Regions from separate parts of the Sus scrofa genome. Here region 2 is linked to region 1. A link is a contact called in public HiChIP or PLAC-seq data. All regions are on one chromosome and are shown on one strand. Each heading gives the region's core, a stretch centred on a gene start, on an enhancer-like site or on the middle of the called end of the contact. The rest is flanking DNA. Distances are from core to core; before and after follow the strand shown.

The links. HiChIP or PLAC-seq counts read pairs in DNA pulled down with a chosen protein or histone mark.
Region 2: an H3K27ac HiChIP or PLAC-seq map of skeletal muscle shows a contact between it and region 1. The contact joins two enhancer-like sites. A contact is called at or near these places in 5 of 47 Hi-C or Micro-C datasets (embryonic fibroblasts, heart right ventricle, skeletal muscle and 1 more) and 1 of 2 datasets of contacts at active chromatin or transcription factors (skeletal muscle).

Annotation. Positions count from the first base shown.
Region 1 is chr14:109,569,978-109,572,677 of Sscrofa11.1, forward strand. LOXL4 (lysyl oxidase homolog 4) reads right to left here. Exons shown (of 15, transcript XM_021074444.1): 15 at 1,965-2,700. Among named protein-coding and RNA genes, the nearest start is that of LOXL4, 22 kb to the right of the region's middle. Within about 2 kb of position 1,279, at least 7 of the 83 cell types and tissues checked have an H3K27ac peak or open chromatin away from gene starts, as enhancers often do. A contact at or near this core is called in skeletal muscle, where this site is marked.
Region 2 is chr14:109,637,559-109,640,412 of Sscrofa11.1, forward strand. No RefSeq gene overlaps it. Among named protein-coding and RNA genes, the nearest start is that of LOXL4, 46 kb to the left of the region's middle. Within about 2 kb of position 1,438, at least 43 of the 83 cell types and tissues checked have an H3K27ac peak or open chromatin away from gene starts, as enhancers often do. A contact at or near this core is called in skeletal muscle, where this site is marked.

The sequences.
Region 1 (2,700 bases), core at 29-2,528:
TGGCCTGGGGCTCTGTCCAAGGGTTCGTCAGATGACACTGGCCTTGGGGCCGAATCCTGACCCAACTATCCCTGCTGCTGTTCCAGTCTTCGAGCCCTCGTGCATATCCTCCCAAGTGTTCTTCCCATTCTCCATCTGGTCTGAAGCTGTTCCTTGTTCGTGTTCAGTACCTCCCTTCCAAGTGTGGGGGAGTCATGAAGTCCTTCTCTTGACCCTCTGCCCCAGTATTACTTAGATCAGGGCCCCTCTCTTTGGCTGTGGCTGTATAGCCTGTGCGCGCTGTCTTACAGAACAGAGGCTGGGCTGCTGAAACAACGTGGCTTCATCTGAAAGGAAGTGCCGGGACCCGGCGCCCTGTTTCATACTGAACAGTATCTCAAAGGTCTGCTTTTGCTCTGTTCTGATTCTTCAAGGCCTATCACTTGCCTTTAAGGGCGCGTCCGCTGTGTGGTGACATTTTGGTTTTTAAGGGCGTAGTTAATGGTAACATACAGCCCCATGTTTATCACGCAGTTTTCCTGCAGTACTTACTCATCATTGCAGGAAGTTACTTTTGTCCTCCTTTTAATGCTTTGTTCTCGGTGGCTAGTGGTGGTGCTGCTTCTGCCACTAGTAGAGGATGTGCTGTTTTATTTTTCCAGTAGCCGGCACTGATGCAGTATACTGGCTGGCGGGGAGAGGACTGCCCTAGCCCACTGTGGAGGGTGCGGAGCTTGTCCACCTGGGAACCTGTCCCTTGGCTGTATCTAAACCGCGCCTTCACAAGCCAAGTTCCCTGGAGAGCACCCCGGAGCTGCCACTGGCTCCTTCGTTAGATGTTCAAGAAGACAGCTTTGTGCTGTGCGTGTATGTTGCCTCCTGGATGAATCCCAGTATCACCGGGAATTGATCATAGGAAGACACACTGCCCTTGAGTTCCCGTGTGCTCCTTATGAAGTAGAAGTCTTTGTGGAATAGAAATAAATGAGGCCTCTGACTGGAACCTTAGGCCCTTCAGTTTCTCTGAGACTGAAGAATGCTGAGGTGAAAATCTTTCGACATTTTTGGTTCTGTCTGGAATTCGGTGGTTGGTATTCTGTTAACATTCCGTAGCTAGTTACGAGTCAGGCCAGCCACATCTTCCCATGTCCTTTCCTTTCAACCTGGAGGTGTAACAGCACAACCCTTGTATAGCTTTTTCCAAGAATTAGAACTGGCTGCACCTATCAAACGTCTGATGTGGGCAGCCAGACTGAGACCAGGGCCGGTGGCTGGCTGCCTGGCCTGCTTTTTCTGGCCCTCTTGGAAACTGGATCCAGCAAGAAGCTGGGGGTAGCCTTCCTGCCTGAAGCTAGTCATCAGTCACCACGCGCTCCCCGCCAGCTACGCAGCCTTTCACAGACCATTAGCTGCATGTGCGAGTATAATGTTGTTACTGTTTGGGAGGTGTTTGCTGGATCCAAGAGGAAGTCAGTCCTTCCCTTGTTTACCTACACTGCCACGCCAAAATATAGTGCTCCCTCTGCCTCCTGAAGGAGATGAGGGCGCTGAGAAGAGAGGGAAGGTAGAGGAGCAGAAGGAAGAAAGCACTTCTTTGCAGTCCCAGAGGATACCCCAGAGCGGGTCCCTTTTTACTCCCTAGGGAGGGTAGCCCTCAGGTGTGGGGACGGAGGACTATTTTAATTCTGCTGCATCTCCCGCCATTCATTTTGGCCTTGCAGCTTTGGTTGTAAAATGTTACCATCTTTGGACGCTTCCTTCTTTCCTCCTCCTTTTCTTCCCTTAACCTTTCCAACCCACATTTCACTGTGGAGCCTGGCGAAGGGATTGGGCAGCAGCAGCCTGGAGGCTACTATCAGAGAATGTAGTGGGGTTGCTGTGAGTGGTATGTGTGCCCCACACGTCTGAGTCACCAGGCCAGTGGGAGTGGAAAGCGGGTAGAGCCAGTGTGCCGGGCACTGCAAAGGATCACAGCCAGTCTCGTCTTTGTAGCAGTCCACAGTGAGCGGTCTTTATTGGCATTAGGGCGTCAAACCTGTGAGGATTATCCCCATGTGTGTCGAAGTGGAGAAAGATGAAGGCTTATGTCTGAGATGACCATGGGATTCGATCCCACTGAGCAAGGGCCTATCACAGCCACCTCAAGCAGGAATGGTGGCCTTTCCTAGCTTTAGTCCTTAACTAAATTAAATGCTCCCCCTCTGACTTCTTCGTAGTCTCCTGCCCCCGACTCTACCAGACCTGTCCTCTTTTTCCTGCAAAGATGAGTGGCCTATTTGACCCATGTTCTTTCTGCTGCAAAAATTTATTCAATATAAAATACACGCTATAAACTTGGGGGACCTGACATTTAGACTAGTCCTGAGATGCACAGTGATCTTGCCTGCTGGTTTCTGGCACATATCTTCCCTTGGCAGAGGCCCTGGCAGTGGCTAGGGTCCACATTAGCCCAGCGGTCTTTCTGCTTGGCCTCCTCTTGCTGTTCTGGAGGAAGGCCCTATCTGGCAACTTCTGTGGATCGTGTCCTTTCTCAGGCACTCAGTAACTGCTGGTTTGGGCCCATTAGGGGATGCCTGAGGCCTAAGCTTCCAGGGGTATTACAGACACCTATGTGTGCAGGAGGAGAAGGTAAGGGCACTAAAGACTCGTAGAGAATATGACAGCTGAGTTCTAAATGAGGACAGATCAAGCAAGGGACTGAATTCACCAGCTTCTCTGCCA
Region 2 (2,854 bases), core at 188-2,687, 68 kb after region 1:
TAAATAAATAAATAAATAAAATTAAGGGGTTGATATCTCAGAGAGGAGTTCTCGGAAACCAGCAACATCCTGGCTGTGTTTAATCTAAACTGTATTTAATTGAGGCAAAAGTAGAAAGTGTTCCAAGAAATCAGAGACACTTGAGAGCATTCAAATCTGTTTCAGGAATTCCAAGGACAGCGTCCTTGGAAAGCTGCTGACAAACAGCTTTAGAATTAAAGGGCTTTAGGAGTCAATTCAATTCAACAAACTTTTATTACAGCTACTGTGGGCCCGCTGCTGTGCCAGGCGCTTTGAGGAAGCAAAGATGAATACGGCAGGTCTCGGGAGGGGGACAGAGGGAGCAGAGTCCTCGGGTGAGGGTCTTCAAAGGTGTTTGGGGAGCATGGCGTTCTGGATCTTTCTCTTGCAGCTCATCCCCATCAGCATTTTCAAAGGCTTGAGAAGGAAGGACATGGATTTAACTTTCTTTAGTCCAGAATTTCCCAAACCTGTTTGGCAACGGAGCCCCCCGCTCCGATGCCTCTGGTGAATTATTTATTAACGTCCTCAGAATATTCCATGGAACACATCGCGGGACACCTGCGGCAGCTTCAAGGTGGGGCTGAGAGGAGAATGAATGTGTTCTCTTCTTTTAAAATAAACCAGAAGTTTCCATCTTTGGGGGCTATCAGTCTTTTCTCTTTGCAGCATATGTGTCTGCTGAGGCTTGGGTGCAGCCTTGGCTGCCTTCTTAAAAGGATGTCTTTTGAAATTGAGGGATTACTCAGGGCTTTGAGGCTTTTAGCTAAAGGGATCTCTTGGGTCAGCAAACAAGTGTTTGGGGAACACAGTTCGGCCACAGCTTTCATAACGTATCCCCACAGGGGACTGACGCAGCCTGCATTTGAATCAGGAGAACATGTTGCAAAACAACTAAGGAGGAGCCATCTGCCTCCAGCTGCGGGGGAGGGGGGGGTTCGTCCACAGGGCTCCACTCTCATCTATATTGAGGTCACTCTGCCTCTGGCCAGAATCCAAGCATTTATTTGCAGGATAAAAATAGGCGGGCAACTGTTTCCAGCAGGTCAACACCCTTGGCCTTGTAACAGTGGCCTCTTCTCGGGGATGACACGTAGCAGAGCTGTTTACTCAGCAGAGCCCAGGCAAAGACGTGACGTAGCTGCCTAGGGATGTACCAGAATTAAGTGCCTTCATGGGTGTGGTGCCATGTTTCCCCGGGTGGGGACCTAGCCTGGCACTGGGGAAAGGGGCTGTCCTCCGGGGGTCCTGCAGGCTTGGCCCTGCCTTGGGCCTGTCGTGTGATCTTCCTGAGCCTGGGGTTCTTCTGTCCAACCGGGATTATCCCTACCCTGGCATGGGTAGCCTTGAAGGGCCCCCACCCCAGGTGTCTGTCATTATGCCTGGATTGCCAAGAAGAGAGAATGTATGTGGAAATGTTTTACAAACTGTAAAGTGCTGAACCGTAGAAAATAAAAGCTAAGCTTGACTGAGTGCTCACTATTTGCCAGGGTCTGTTCTAAATGAGTTACGTGCGTGATCTCATTTAAGCCTCACAAGAGCCCTAAGAGATATTCCCATTTTACAGGTGAGGAAACTGAGACTCAGAGAGGTTACGTCACTAGCTTAAGATTTCGTTTCATGAAGCTGGGGTTCTCATCCAGGGGTGTCTGTGCAGAGCCCCAGACTTCAGTTCCTGAATCTTTGCCGGGGCCTCTCTTTGGGTGTGGGGGGCAGGGATCTGAGGGTTAAGGGCTATCATACTTGTTTCTCATTTTTTTGGATCGGGCACCCCAGAGTGAGGAGCAGGGAGGGGGGGGCCTTTTCACTCGGGCCCTGCAGGTGACAGTACTTCCCTACTTCCTGCTGACGAGGTGGGGGGCACTGCCTCTTACGCTGCTGGGCGGTAACTGGTTATAGGAACGTCGAGCAAGCCCTTTGTCTTGTTGAATCCTCACAACAGCTGCGAAAAGGAGCACGGAACTCCCGGTTTGCAGCTGGGAAGACGGAGGCGCAGAGGAAACCTATGCAGTCACGTGGATGGAGCGCTTTAGCTCTTGAGCCCAAACCAGGATGCCGGCTCCAGGGCCTGTGCGTCTAACCACCACTCTGTATAAAGCTGCTGTTTCAGACCCACTGACGGACCCAAGGGGAAAGCCCAGCCTGTTGCTAACCCGACCTGGAGAGAACCAGGTGGGGCCCTTCACGTATTGATACTTCATTAATCTGCACAATTAAGGTAGGTCTTACTGTCCTGCATTGACCGATGAGGGAATTTAGAGACTTGTCCAAGGCCACCAGCTAGGAGGAAGCAGCAGGCCTGCCTGGCTCCAGAGCCCACCCTGTCTGTCTCTCTACATCTTGGTCACCCTTAGAAGCCCTCTGCTCTCTGAGGCTCTGAGTCCTTGAAGATCCAGGCAAGATGTGTCCTTCTCTATGGGACATTCAGGAGACCTGGCCTCTGCTCACCCTGACTTTATGCCTCTTTGCTTGGCAGCCCAGACCCGGGGGGGGGGAGGGGATAGGGGATGGGGGGAGAGGGAGGGGGAGGGGCAAGGAGGAGAAGGAAGAGGAAGAGGGGGGTGAACCAAATCACTTGCCTTCCACCTGTGAAGCCACACCCACAAGAGTGGCAGCAGAAAATTGAAGTTTCTTTTTCCTGCATCCTCTGGACATTTCACTGTGGAGAGCCCTGACCGGCTCTTGTCCCCGACAGTCACACACTCTCGCTGGTGCCTCATGGCACGACAGAAGGCCCAGGCCCAGGGTTTTGCTGCAGAGATCAGGGCGCCCAGATCCGAGACATGGTTGGAAGCCTGGGCTGCAGAGTCACCCACCATGCAGAGCTGATGGA